2 separate regions of the Gossypium hirsutum genome follow, and region 2 is linked to region 1. A link is a contact called in public Hi-C data. All regions are on one chromosome and are shown on one strand. Each heading gives the region's core, a stretch centred on a gene start, on an enhancer-like site or on the middle of the called end of the contact. The rest is flanking DNA. Distances are from core to core; before and after follow the strand shown.

Region 1 (6,705 bases), core at 1,768-4,267:
AAAATTCGTTACACAAAGAGAGAATGTAAATTTGATATTTAGAAGTAACATTGTTAGAAAAAGGAGTCGGAAACTTCAAACATAAACTATAAAACGAGTATTTAATATCTTATAATAAAATATACTTAAGCACAATATCATGTAGTTGAATTGAGTATATTTTTAAGCCCTCAAATCTACGAAACCCTGTAAGCTTAAAAGAGTCTACTAGCTTATTACTCCTTTGGGCTACATACTTAAAAACATTTGAATCAAAAGATACAAATTAAAATAAAATTAAATCATTAAATTTTGAAATAATTACAAAATAGTCACTATTTCGTATTTCATTAACAATGATTGGGCCTCCACCCATGTGCATTAAAGACTGATTAAAATGAAGCAAACGAATTTTGGCAGCATGGTGGTGCGTTCCACCACCACCTTGCGCACAAAACAATGGAAATTAGCTAAGCAAAAAAAATTGAAATTGAATTTCAATTAAAGGCAAAATACAAGGACTCGGGACTCCAAATGCGTTTTAAGTCATGATAATTAAATTTTAATTTTTACGATAATAAAAATATAATTTCATCATTTGAATAGTTTATATCTTTATAATTTTAAAAAAAATTAAATCAAATTTTATCATTTTTAGGGGCCAAACTACAATTTTATATTTATTAAATTTAAATTTTAAAAACTTTAAAAGACTTAAATAAAAATTTTAAATAGACTTAAATAGAAAATTTTCCATTATCATTGCATACTTATATGAATCATATTTATTGGATAAAAAAGAATTGATCTTGACCGTACTTTTATATTAATCATATTTATTGGATCAAAATTGTCTTTCCTATAAATAAGGCATCACCCCCCTAATTTGAATTAATAACACTTTTAATATTTTCTTACATTTGCATTATGTTTTCTTATCGTGCTTGCTAGAACTTAAAAGTATATGTGAGTGTAAACTTTATTTTCTCTAATTTTATTAGTGTAAACTCGAGTAAAATTGTCCAAACCAATTGAATCGATGCAATTTTATTTGTATAAATTTTCAATATAAGCTTGGATGGTAATTTCTAGCCGGTTTCGATTTTAAATTTAAAAATTTTTAAAATCGAATTAACTAACTTAACATACTTATTATATATAATATATGTTAAACTCAAACTCAATATCCTATAACTCATTTTACACCAAAACTCAAATTAAATCCCAAGCCCAAATGCCCCAACCGGCTAGAACCAAAACCCAAAATCAGAAGAAATTTTTTATAGAAATGAAAGAGTAATTACAAAAATAAAATAAAATAAAATTCCTAAATGCCAAGTTATTTAGTAAAAAAAATGTTTTTGAGTAAAAAACTTTTTTAGGAGGACCGAAATTAAATTTTAATTTTCGCGATAGTAAAAATGTAGTTCCACCATTTGAATAGCCTATATCTTTATAAATTTTCAAAGGATTAAATCAAAATTTATCATTTTTAGGGGGTTAAAGTACAATTTTATATTTATTAATTTTAAATTTTAAAAACTTTAAAGGGCTTGAATGAAAATTTTAAATTGACCTAAATAAAAAATTTTCCATTTTTATTATACACTTATATTAATCATATTTATTGAATCTTGACTATCAAAACCGTCTTTTCTTGTTTTGAATTAATAACACTTTCAATATTTTCTTATATTTGCATTGTGTTTTTTTATTGTGCCTGTTAGGATTTAAAAGCATACGTGAGTGTAAATTTTATTTTCTCTAATTTTATTAGTATAAACTCAAATAAAATTGTTTAAACCGATCAAATCGACTGAATTTTATTTGTATAAATTTTCAATGTAAGCTTGGATGGTAATTTCTAGTTAGTTTCGATTTTGAATTTCAAAATTTTTGAAATAAAATTAACTGACTTAACATATTTATTAAATATAATATATGTTAAACTCAAACTCAATATCCTATAACTAATTTTACACCCAAACTCAAATTAAATCCCAAGCCCAAATGCCTCAACCAGTTAAAACCAAAGCCAAAAAATCAGAACAATTTTTTTTTATAGAATTGAAAGAGTAATTAAAAAAAAACAAAATATAATATAATTCCTAAATACCAAGTTATTTAATAAAAGATAAACTTAAAAAGCTAAAACCTCAAATGAAAAAAAAAACTTTCACTTCTAAAGTCACCTTGTTTCTTAGCTAAGGAAAAGAAATTGAAATTGAAATTGAAATTGAAATTGATTTTCAATTAAAGGCAAAAGATAAGGACTCGAGACTCCAAATGCTTTTAAGTCATTAATTAAGCACAGTATTATTTTTTTAGGTATAACAATTTCAGAACAAGATGCTTCTGAACCTGGGTGAAGGTAGAAATTCTTTTTAGGAGGGTTGAAATTAAAATTTAATTTTTAAGATAGTAAAAATATAATTTCACCATTTAAGTAGTCTACATCTTTATAATTTTTAAAAGTTTAAATCGAATTTTTATTATTTTTAGAAAAACTAAAGTGCAATATTAAATTTACTAATTTAAAATTTTAAAAACTTTAAAGGGCTTAAATAAAAAAAATTTCATTTTAAGAGCCTAAATAGAAAATTTTTATTTTAACTATACACTTATATTAATCATATTTATTGGATCAAAAGAGTCTTTTCTAATAAGGAATCATCCTCCCTCATTTGTAAGCTAGAATTTGAGTTAACAACACTTTTAATATGTTCTTAATCTTATATTTGTATTGTGTTTTCTTACCATGCTTGCTAGTACTTAAAAGTATAAGTTAGTAGGAATTTCGTTTTTTTTCTAATTTTATTAGTGTAAGCTCGAATAAAATTATCCAAACTGATCGAACTGATGCGATTTAATTTGTATAGATTTTCAATGTAAGTTTGGATGGTGATTTCGGGTCAATTTTAATTTTGACTTTTAAAATATTTAAAATCAAATTAACTACCTTAACATACTTGTTAAATATAATATATATATTAAACTAAAACTCAAAATCCTATAACCCATTTTATACCCAAAACCAAAAGCCCCAACTGGTTAGGCCTAAACCCAAAATAAAAACAAATTGATACTAATGAAAAAGTTCACATTTTTTAAACCAAATAAATAAAACAAAAATAAACGAGCAGTGCAGAGTAGCGCCGCCAAAGCCACTTGCAAAGTGAAAACCTGAGAATCAGCTCCCTTTTCCGTCTTTATCTCTGCATTTCAAGTGCGGCCCTAAAAATACCAACGCAACGTTTAGTTTACTCCACCGTCGTTTCTGGACTCATAACACTATGGCGTCCATGATATTATCTGATCCTTCTTCCGCTGCCTCCGTCCATCGCCTCTCCTTTACCCGTTTCAGCAATAGTCTCGTTTTCCTTCGCCGGTTTGTGGGTCCACTTCATGTTTTCTCACATACCGCTGCCCTTCCTCGAGCCCTCTCTCTCCACGCTCCACGTTCTTCTCGTTTCATTACAGGTATGGGAAATTTTCGGAAGTTTTCAGTTTGTTATATTATATATTGTTATAATTTTTCTTTTATGTTATTTTCTGTCATTGTCGCATTTCGTCAAACGCTCAGACTGCATTACGAGGGCTTAAATATTTTATCACAGTAATTTTCATATGGAAATGGGAATATGGGATCATTAAGGCTGGTTTTGGTTTGTTGTTATACAGCTTCAATGGCTGCTGAGCCATCCGCTAAGGTGATCGATGGGAAATCAGTGGCAAAGCAAATAAGAGAAGAAATAAGTGCTGAAGTAACAAAGCTGAAGGAAGCAATTGGAGTTGTTCCTGGATTAGCCGTTATTCTAGTTGGGGATAGGAAGGACTCTGCTACTTATGTGCGGAACAAGAAAAAGCTTGTGAATCTGTAGGGATTAAGTCCTTTGAAGTAAATTTACCTAATGAGGCTTCTGAGCAAGAAGTTCTCAAGTATATCTCTGACTTCAATGGTGATCCTTCGGTTCATGGCATCCTTGTTCAATTGCCTCTACCTTCTGTATGATTCTAATCTAATTTTGAAAACCTGCATGTTTATCCTCTTTATGTCAATCATACTATATGTAGTATATGGGGTTTGCATGCTTGAAAGCAATCATGGCTCTTAATTCTGCTTCATGGATTTCCACCAGCATATGAATGAGCAGAACATTTTAAATGCTGTTATGATTGAGAAAGATGTGGATGGCTTCCACCCATTGAACATTGGTCGTCTTGCCATGCGAGGTAGAGAACCCATGTTCGTTCCATGTACCCCTAAAGGATGCATAGAACTATTGCATAGATATGGTGTTGATATTAAAGGAAAGAGGGCTGTTGTCATTGGCCGGAGTAATATCGTTGGAATGCCTGCAGCTCTGTTACTGCAAGTAATGACTCTTCTCCTACTCATTTGTATTATCTCTGGACACATAATTTCTTATTTCTTTTTACCCCCTAACAGTGTCTTGATATTGGTAGAGGGAAGATGCTACTGTAACTATTGTCCATTCTAGAACCAAGAATCCTGAGGAAATTACAAGACAGGCAGATATCATAATATCTGCTGTGGGACAGCCAAATATGGTGAGAGGTAGCTGGATAAAGCCAGGTGCTGTTATTATTGATGTTGGAATAAATCCAGTTGAGGTTGGTGGACTTTTTCATTCTTGTCTTTCTTATTTGTGCCCTCTTCTGACTTGGTTAGTGACACTTTAGAGTCGCTCACTTTTTTTCTGGAATCCCTTCTCCCCTCGGTTAACTGACAAGTAATATGTTGTTCCATGTGAAAGGATGCAAGTAGTCCTCGAGGATATCGGTTAGTTGGAGATGTTTGTTATGACGAGGCCTGCAAGATTGCTGCAGCCGTTACTCCAGTTCCAGGGGGTGTAGGTCCTATGACAATAGCAATGCTTCTCTCTAACACAGTCAGTTCAGCAAAGAGGGCATATAACTTCAATTGAGAATTTTATCCATTTGGCTCAAGTTGCACTTGTGGCAACTTGTCTATGTTGCTGGTTAGACTCTCCCTTTGACTGCATTTGAGTGCTCAATTCACCAAACAAACTTGCTCGGCTAATCCATTACAAATAATACGGTTTATACAAATGTTATCATAGTGACAGTTCTGTTTTGCCATAACGAAATACATTGAATGAGTGTAGATTCAAGGTTCTGAGACTGCCATAATGTTCATATGAAGCTTTTTCTCAAGTAGCAATGTTATAGACTTAGCTTTTCTGTGCTAAGCTTCCAACTAAACATTGCTCCTTTGGATAAATACCGTGTCATTTGTAACAAAGCTTAATTTTGGCAACAATCAAAAAGTCTAGTCTTGTTAGTTGTGAAACCACTAGTATGCATTTATTTGTTTTTATAAGAGGATTTGATCCTAATTTGGTTTAATCCTGTTTTTGTATATGCAATGATCGCCAAAAGCCGACTTGTTTCTCTTAGATTATAGTCAAAGAATCGTGATACAATAGTGCTTTCAATTGCAAGTTTTGAATTGACAAGTTTTCACCATTTTGACAAATTACTCGGATAAAACGCTACAACTTAGCATTGTTCCAGTATCTTCAGAGCTTGAAACTGCAACAAGAACAATAATATTGTTGACAAATATTTTGGCCAATTAGATCATTGCATGTCTGGTTACAAGCTATGTGGATTACATTATTATTGTACAAATATCATAACTCTTATTCTTCCAAATGCTTTTATTAGAGTTTTCTGTAACTTTACACGCCAACCACACAACACTCAAAACACATCTTCACAAGCTTAACTTACTTGAATCAAGCAAGCTTTGATTAAAATTCTGACTCTTCTTTCCTAGCAAAGAAGAGACCAGAAGGGCCATTATTAGGCAACAATGCTAATCTCACAGGACTCTCTGCACCTTCTTCAACACTTAAGATCCCACTATTGAAGTTCATGTCTGTTTTCACAAAGCCAGGGCAGACACAGTTGATGATGAAATTGGGATATTTCTTAGCCAGGATCCTTGTGTAGGCATTCATGGCTGCTTTAGACAGTATGTAGGCTGACATAAAAGCAGGCCAACCCTTCTCTTGCAATGAACCCTCCTTGAAATCTTTCATATACTGGCTCAATATCTCATCCACCTTGTCTTCTGTAAGATTCCCAACATCACTCAGGACTGCTTTTGCCCATTCGTTCGATACATTCTGAGACACAAGAAGAAAATTTAGGCTGAAACCGATGATACCAGCAATTGATTATTTTCATCTTCTTACTTTTAACTTCCCCATAGAAGAAGAAACATTTACAATTCTCGGTGAACTGGATAGCTGGAGAAGCTGAATAAGTGATTCGCACATTCTTTTGGCGCCGTAGTAGTTTGTTTGAAGGCATTGCTCGGATAACTCTGGTGATTGAGTCAGCAGACTACCCCAGTTTGGTTGTGCACCAGGCTGTATCAAGGAGGAAGAAGCTTACTCATTTACAAGAGGTGTTCTAAAACATCTTTGAGCATTCAGGATAGTTCTTTTGGATAAACTTTCTATCACTAAATACTTACCACTTAGTAGCTATAATCCCCAAGCAATCAAGAAATATGTTTAGGATAAAGAGTTGATACTAAACCAAGTGTGGGATTATTAGGTCCATCCAAATTCCAAAAGGCTAACCTGCTATAGTCTAGTATCGGAAAAACATAGATCCATGGCTTAACTTAGTTAACTTATGATGCTATAGTTAAAATGCGACACTCAATGA
Region 2 (7,304 bases), core at 3,651-6,150, 140 kb before region 1:
GCTTCTAATCTTCACTGCTTTTTCAATGGTGCTCTTGCTGTCTCCAAAACTGATTGTTATATGCAGGAATTTGTGGCATCTTAGAGCCAGAGTAGCAAAAGAAACCTAGGGATAGATCTAATTACCCCATAATATCTGATACACCCTCAAATACATAACGCCAATTCCTCTAGACATAATTAAAGAAAGCATCTGGCTTATGATAGACTTTACCGTTTCCTTTAATTGGTCTACCTTATATCTCTTGAGTAATCAATGAATGTGCAATTAAGATATAGAAGACAGAATGGAAATGAGGAAGAGAAATGACAAAGAGAAGGGGTCTCTAGGTGGGAGAACAACGATTATTCATACTTAACCATGATTGTAAATTCTACATAGACTGACCTATTGCCTATCCTAAGTTATTCAACTTTCAAGATCCAAATTAAAAATAGTGGACGAAACAATGTTCACTGCATATGCTGCAAGTGATGATGAAAAACTGAATGTCGCTTGAACCCCTTAAAATGAAGGGTTAACTAACAAATAGCGACTAAAAATATGCATCAGAACGAACCAAAGGGGTGTATTTACTGACATTGGTAATGAGAGTTGTGAAGTTGCTATACCTGCGAAAAAGGCTGGTGAACATGCTCATGAGGGTGGATAAAAGGCATTCCAGGACGCTGAAGAGGATACTGAGAAGAATGCAGATATATGGCAGATGTGGAGCGTGCTCCAACATGATTTGGATTAAAAGGAGGCATCATTGTTTCAGGATGACCATAACTGATTCCTGTAGCAGTTGGTGGAGCCACCCAGGGCCCAGGTATATGTTGTGGGAGAGGCCGAGGTTGGTGTTCAGTAGCTATTTGAGGCCGATGAGTGGATCCAAGTTGTGGAAATTCGGTGTTGTAGTTAATTGCAGGGGTGTACATAGGTTGCATTGTGTATGGACCACTATTGAACCCAAACCCAGGATCAAATCTTTGCATGTACCTGAAGAAAAACAATCACTACATAAAATTGTCTCATGAAGGAAAAAAGGGCTTTGCAATACCTAAGTAGCATATACAACAAGAAGTAGAAAGGAAATACAAATGAAATAGGTCAATCCAGCATTGATCTTAGCAGCATGTGAATTTAAATGTATATTTGATATCATTAAGATTTTTATCCAAATCTCACTTTTTCTCCCTCAATTTGAGATGGAACAAAATATTCCCACCATGCAAGACAACAGAAAACAAAAACCGCAGATCTTTTTATTGTTAGAAACCTTATTAAGGGTCCTAAATTATCAGTAGCTCTATCAAACTTGCTATTCATAAATAAAATCGTATCAGAAAAATATAAGGATGCTAATGTTTTGAAATGGAACATATAAAGAGAATTTATAAAAGGATAGAGGGAAAAAAGAAGATATTTAAAGAATAAAGATTGGCAATAATAAGATTAGATCAGACAGAACAAAAGATATAAATGGGGACTCATCAATCAAGACTCATTCACTCATAATTCAAAAGTAAAGAAAAATTGTTCTAAAGCCTTGTTCTATGAGAGCAAAACTCCCTCTCAAGTTACAATATAACTTTCAATATTAACTTCAATAAATCTTGCTAAGTTTGAAACCCCTGCAATAAATCAGAAAACATAATACCCTGCAGGAAACAAAATACTTAAACAGAGGGATATACCTATCATAGTTCCTGTCATAATCAGGGTCCTTGCGGTCAGTCTCGCGATCCCGAAAGATGGCCACCCTATTATGTGGTTTGCTCCTACCAATTGGCTCCTTCTCTGTCCTACTTCTAGCCGACCTACTACTACTTGAAGAGTATTCAATCAAACCACTACCAGAATTTACATCAGCAACCACTGAAACAGATTTCTCTTCCATATTTGGCATCCCTGAGGAACCATAGTAGTTAACATCCTGAAACCTTGGTTCACTTGGTGGTTTTCCACCAGAACCACTGCTAGAACTACTAGAGTTAAATATTCTTGCTCGAGCTCGGTTATACTCCTCTTTTCTCTCTTCCACACTTTTGGAGCTGTTTGACTTCATAGAATTTGAATTTGAATTGCTTACAAGCTGAGACCTTTTCTGTGGCCTCTGTTTAATTGCCACCTTAACAACACCAGGGTCTTCTGATGGTAAATTTACAGGGATGTCAGCCAGTCGTATACGAGGAAGCCTACATTCAGAAGTCTTGCAGACAATGATTCTAGAACCAGAACCATCGGGTAAATTATTGTCTAATAAAACCATCGACTGCAATGAATAATGCTGTGCGATACGATGCGCAGCCAACCTTAAATATGATGTAGGCAGCTGCTGGAACTCAAATTGCTGCTGATTAGGATCACGGATAAATTTTTCAACATCTTGTTCCATCCTCAGGACTGAACAAAAGAAATTAAGAATTCTCAGTTCACAAGTAGAGAAAAGCACTCTTGCTCAAATATTGAAACAGACAGCACACTCATTCTTCAAAGATACTATAGCAGTCAAAAGATTAAGTGCCAGAATATGATGCTTTAAAATAAAAAGAATGAAAGCCACAGCTGTAAAGAAAGACTATATTTTCCTCTTAAAAGAATGAATCAAAAAATGATAATAATCAAGTTCACAAGTGAATATTAAAATCAAAAGGGCATACTTTTTAATGCTAGAAAAAGCACATAAAAGAAACCAAAAAGCTTCCTTTGCAGAAGGCATGTAGCAGATTCGATGAAGAACTTAAAGCTTATCAAGGAATGAATAGCTAAAGTATCAATGTGATATTAACTACCTAGTAAAGGAGTCATTCTTACTTAAAAGCCACTATACTGGTTATCATCCCCAATCAATCATATTCAAACTTTAGACTCTTTTCTTTCCCCCAAAAAAAAAGACTTCAGACACTTTCTCGCATCATGCAGCCCTAACATATCTCTCTTGTTAGCCAACCTAAAAGTCCCTATATGGAAGTTAAAAAGATAAAACTTGCAGAAGGCTTCAGCAAGAGAAGCTTTTAAAGGATGATTTTCTAGAATCCTTGCTCATGAAAATGTACTTTTGAAACAAATAGTACCAGGCAGCTCAAAAGAAATCATTGAAGGCTGCAGTAATAAGACAATTTTTAGCAGATTTTAGTTATTAATTTTACAATTTTTACCCTTTCTGGCAATTCAGATTTACCGAATCCCAAGAGAAGTATTTAATGGAGTTAGATTTATCAACAAGAATCTAGTCTTTCAAAAAAAAATGGCTTTTCCTTCCAGAGAAGGTATATGATCAAACTGGCCTTACCAACTGAAGCAAAAGCTGTGTATTTTTGAACAAAAGTGGGAAACGAACTAAAATAATTTCCCCTCAACTATACAGAAGGAATATTTAGCAAATAATCTATAAAGCTGTGTATTTTTGAACAAAAGTGGGAAACGAACTAAAATAATTTCCCCTCAACTATACAGAAGGAATATTTAGCAAATAATCTATAACGCCTTGATTTCAAGATGATGTTCATCACTTCCAACTCTCAGTTTTAATTAATTAAAACAAATTCCAGATAAAAAAAGAAACAACTGCATAACAAAGCCCAGAAGTCATGGAACTCTCGTAGACTTATGACTCTTATTCCAGCAATGCGTTAGAGACCTTCCATATTCATCTTTTTTCGCATCAGAATAGTGAACTAGCCTTGCATCCTAATTTTCTTTTTTGATGATCCAATTTCAAATATGATCCACTTTCAACTTGTGCTATCAACGCATTCTTTATTACCCCTCCAAATGCATTCTTAAATAGCCAAATTTTGAAAGGCAGACAATTTATTTGTGCTACTATAAAATGCTAAGAATCTTCTAAGAGACCCTTCATCATATCTTTGTTACCTGACTAAGTTCACGAGCTTCATTCTAGTCATTGGAACATAATGAGTTATGCAAGGGTCACCAGCCATGTTAGCATATCAAATTCACTATTACAATTTAACAACCTTAGCATATCAAATGTACAAATTCAAAGTTAAGTACTCATTTGTAATCGAACATTACAAATAAAGCCTGATTAGAATGTTGCAATTTAGGATATTAATTATTAAATACCGCATATGCACCAACGACATGATTAGTTCCAAGAAGAATTCAATACCCAATTTTGTTTTTCAATCAAAGGTGTTCAGAAGCTACTAGGATAAGGTCCAGTGAAGAAACACACTGGTTAGACATAGGGAGAGAAAACAACAAAAGATAAAAAAAAAAGGGTTAACAAACAGCTTGAATGTCCAATAATCCTATTATCTACCATTCTTGTTCCAAACAGAAATCCCTAAATCCAAGAACCCTAATGAATTTTCTGCAAACAGAAGAGAGAGAGAGAGAGAGAGAGAGAGAGAGAGAGAGAGACTTACTGGAAAGGCGCTCACGGGGGTTTTGAATTGCCTCGCGGAGAAACTGATCAACCTCGTTAATGGCATCCTCCGAAACCACCTTCTCGTCCGGAGAACCAGAAGCAGAAGCTGAAGAAGTAGCATCGGGAAATTCCGGCTTGGATTCTTTGTTAGAAGAGAGCATCAAGCGGCTCATTGTAGCGTCCAAATCGGCCACCTCCCACGAGTCCGGCGCCCCGAGATCCTCCACCACAGAGCCTTCCATGGTGGGAAAAAAAAAAAGAATAGCGGAAGTTGCTTTTCGCGGGGGCTATACCAATCGAAAGAAGGGGGGGAAATAGGAGCTAGGGTTTGAGGAGAGGAGAATCTAAAAGGGAGAGAGGGAAGCAAAAAAGGAGAGTAAATTTCATGAGAAATTAATGATTCGATAGGGTTAGGGTTTGGAGATTTTGGGATTGGGAAAAAGTCGGAGAGAAGGACGGAACCGATGCCATATATCCCAATTATTACTTCTATATTTATATAATAAATAATTATTTATTATTCCTTTATTATTATGGTGGACAATAATAATAAAAAGAGGAAGAGGGGATAGGGGATAGGGTTTGGAATTTTATTACTGTGACTTTGATTTGATAGGTTACGCGTGAAACATTGTGTCCCACCGCACAGACCAATATCTCCTTTAAGTTTTAATTGGAAATATATTTCTAAGATTAGTCCCTGTACTTGTATAAATTTTGATATTTGGTCCCTGTACATTAAAAGTTAAAAATTCAATCATTTTACTTTTTCAATTTAAAAATACTTGTCCAATCATTTATGTCGTCAGTAGTTTCTGTCAAATTTTATCAATTTAACATGTTTATTTTCGATTAATCATATGTCATGTTAACAAATTTTGGCAATTCCCAATTTTATTGACTAGACTAATATTTTTAAATCAAAAAAGTAAAATACTTAATTTTTAAATTTTTAGTTATCTGGACTAAATCTCAATTTTGATCAAAGTATAGGAATCAATAACATATTTTATGTCACACCTGGTTTCTCTTGAAACTCAATGATTTGGAACAATTAGAGGTTAAATTGAAAGAAACCATAAGTTGGTGGCTTCTATCGGAAAATCAGGAAAAAATAGCAACTAAAATTGGATAAGTTTGATGTCCAAATTTTGTTTGATTGGATTAGAACAAGTAGTTTTCTTAGTGGAAAACAAAATGATTATGGATGATTGGTTACAATGGAAGATCGCGTTTAAAAGGCTATTAATAGATGAGAAATGACTTCCCACAGAGGATTCAACTCCATTCTATTTCATTTTCCTCTCTTCGTTATCTTCTTCATGTTGGGAAATTAGGTTTCTAAATACAACAAAAAATAAGTTTAGGGAAAAACTATAATTTTAATTTTTTTTCCAAAATTAGAACTTGATTATGATATCTAAAATAATTAATACCTAAGATGAACGCTTCAATCAAGTAGTATTCTCTGCTTTCCTCAAGCTCAAGTTTGTCGAGTTTGGACTCACTTCGAAACATAAAATTTTCACAAAATTACTAATGTGGTAATTTTATAATTTCTCTAAACTTTGGGATCAAGTTGTAAATAAGAAAAATATCTCTAAAAATTTTCTAAAATAATTTTCCTTAGAGAATTTTCTCTCTACAACTTTCTCTTGAATTTAATTGTGTGAAAAATAATGACCTAGTGCTCTGTTTTATATAAGAGGTGTTTATATAATAAGAGAGTTTAGATAGTCCAACTATGATTAAACTTAATTATTTTAATATTAAATCTTATTAAATTAATAGAATATTTATCTACAAGATAAATATTAAATTTAATTTAATATTAATATAATCACTTTAATATTAAATTAATAAAATATTTTTAAGATAAGTATTAAATTAAATATTAAATATTAAATATATGAAAATAATAATAATTTTGAAATAATTAATCCGAAATCAAATTCTCTGGTAGAGTTTCAGTAAGTCTTCCACTACTTAACCATCAAAGAACCGTCGCGGCCGACCATCCGCCGGCCACCGGATTGTCGTTGTCGCAACCGTAGGCACTGTCGTGTTTGGTGGTGCCATCACAGGTGTGACACCCTCACAGCACCTCAAAAGATAAAGATTCACTAATTACTATCTTTGTATTAAGTAAATATTTTCATTTCAGCAACATATCAAGAATGCAATATGATGCATGCGTCTTGTATTAAAACCTTGGAAAATATTTTTCCACTGCTATGATCATTCTCACACCCATCAATCATGTCGCCTTGGAGTCCTATAATTAACTAGCAAGAACATGAATTACATCCAATCGGTTTATGAATCTTAATTCTCAAGACTTCAAACAAACCAACGACCGTTTAACGTTTAGCCATCATCTCTAGCTTAAATATCATTTCTTGGGAAACTATTTAACTGAAGATTGATGACAAACAATGATAAATAATTTTTTTCACTTAGTATTCTTAATTTTATGTGTTTTGTGTTTAAATCTTATTTTACTCCTAATTTAATCTATATTTCTCATTTTAATATCGTACATATTTAATGTGCTATTATTATTATTTATTATATGTTATTTTTAAACACACCTTTGTATTCTAAATACGTGATGCATACGCGTACGCTATAGAATTTCTAATATATCTTTATAGTTTTTAGAATAATTAAAACAAAATATTATCATTTATTAAAGAATCAAACTATAATTTTACCATATATATATAAACATAATTTTCTACCTTTGCCCTCTAAATTTTCAATTGATATAACGTAGGTTTTGATTAAATATATAGATGTCCATTAAGATCAGACATCTTATGGCTAGGGGTGTTCATTCGGTTAATCAACCCGAAATAACATTAACCGAATTAACTGACCTTTCAAAATTTTTAACCGTTAATCGAACCGAAATTTTTTCAGA

Evidence for each region. A called contact is a pair of places that touch in the nucleus more often than the background predicts.
Region 2: a Hi-C map of leaf shows a contact between it and region 1, with 2.6 times the contacts expected there. The contact joins the promoter of LOC107915691 here to the promoter of LOC121203067 in region 1. A contact is called at or near these places in 3 of 34 Hi-C or Micro-C datasets (all in leaf).

What each region holds. Positions count from the first base shown.
Region 1 is chrD10:58,951,117-58,957,821 of Gossypium_hirsutum_v2.1, reverse strand. LOC121203067 (bifunctional protein FolD 4, chloroplastic-like) reads left to right here and starts at 3,017. Exons shown (of 6, transcript XM_016844830.2): 1 at 3,017-3,459; 2 at 3,661-3,837; 3 at 3,840-3,985; 4 at 4,119-4,355; 5 at 4,447-4,614; 6 at 4,758-5,366. The coding sequence starts at 3,273. The coding sequence ends at 4,928. LOC107915703 ((+)-neomenthol dehydrogenase) reads right to left here. Exons shown (of 6, transcript XM_016844833.2): 5 at 6,225-6,401; 6 at 5,661-6,155. The coding sequence ends at 5,778.
Region 2 is chrD10:59,089,853-59,097,156 of Gossypium_hirsutum_v2.1, reverse strand. It overlaps LOC107915691 (cAMP-regulated phosphoprotein 21), which reads right to left and starts at 4,900. Exons shown (of 6, transcript XM_041103452.1): 1 at 4,380-4,900; 2 at 1,680-2,388; 3 at 612-981; 4 at 1-49. The coding sequence starts at 4,623. The coding sequence ends at 23.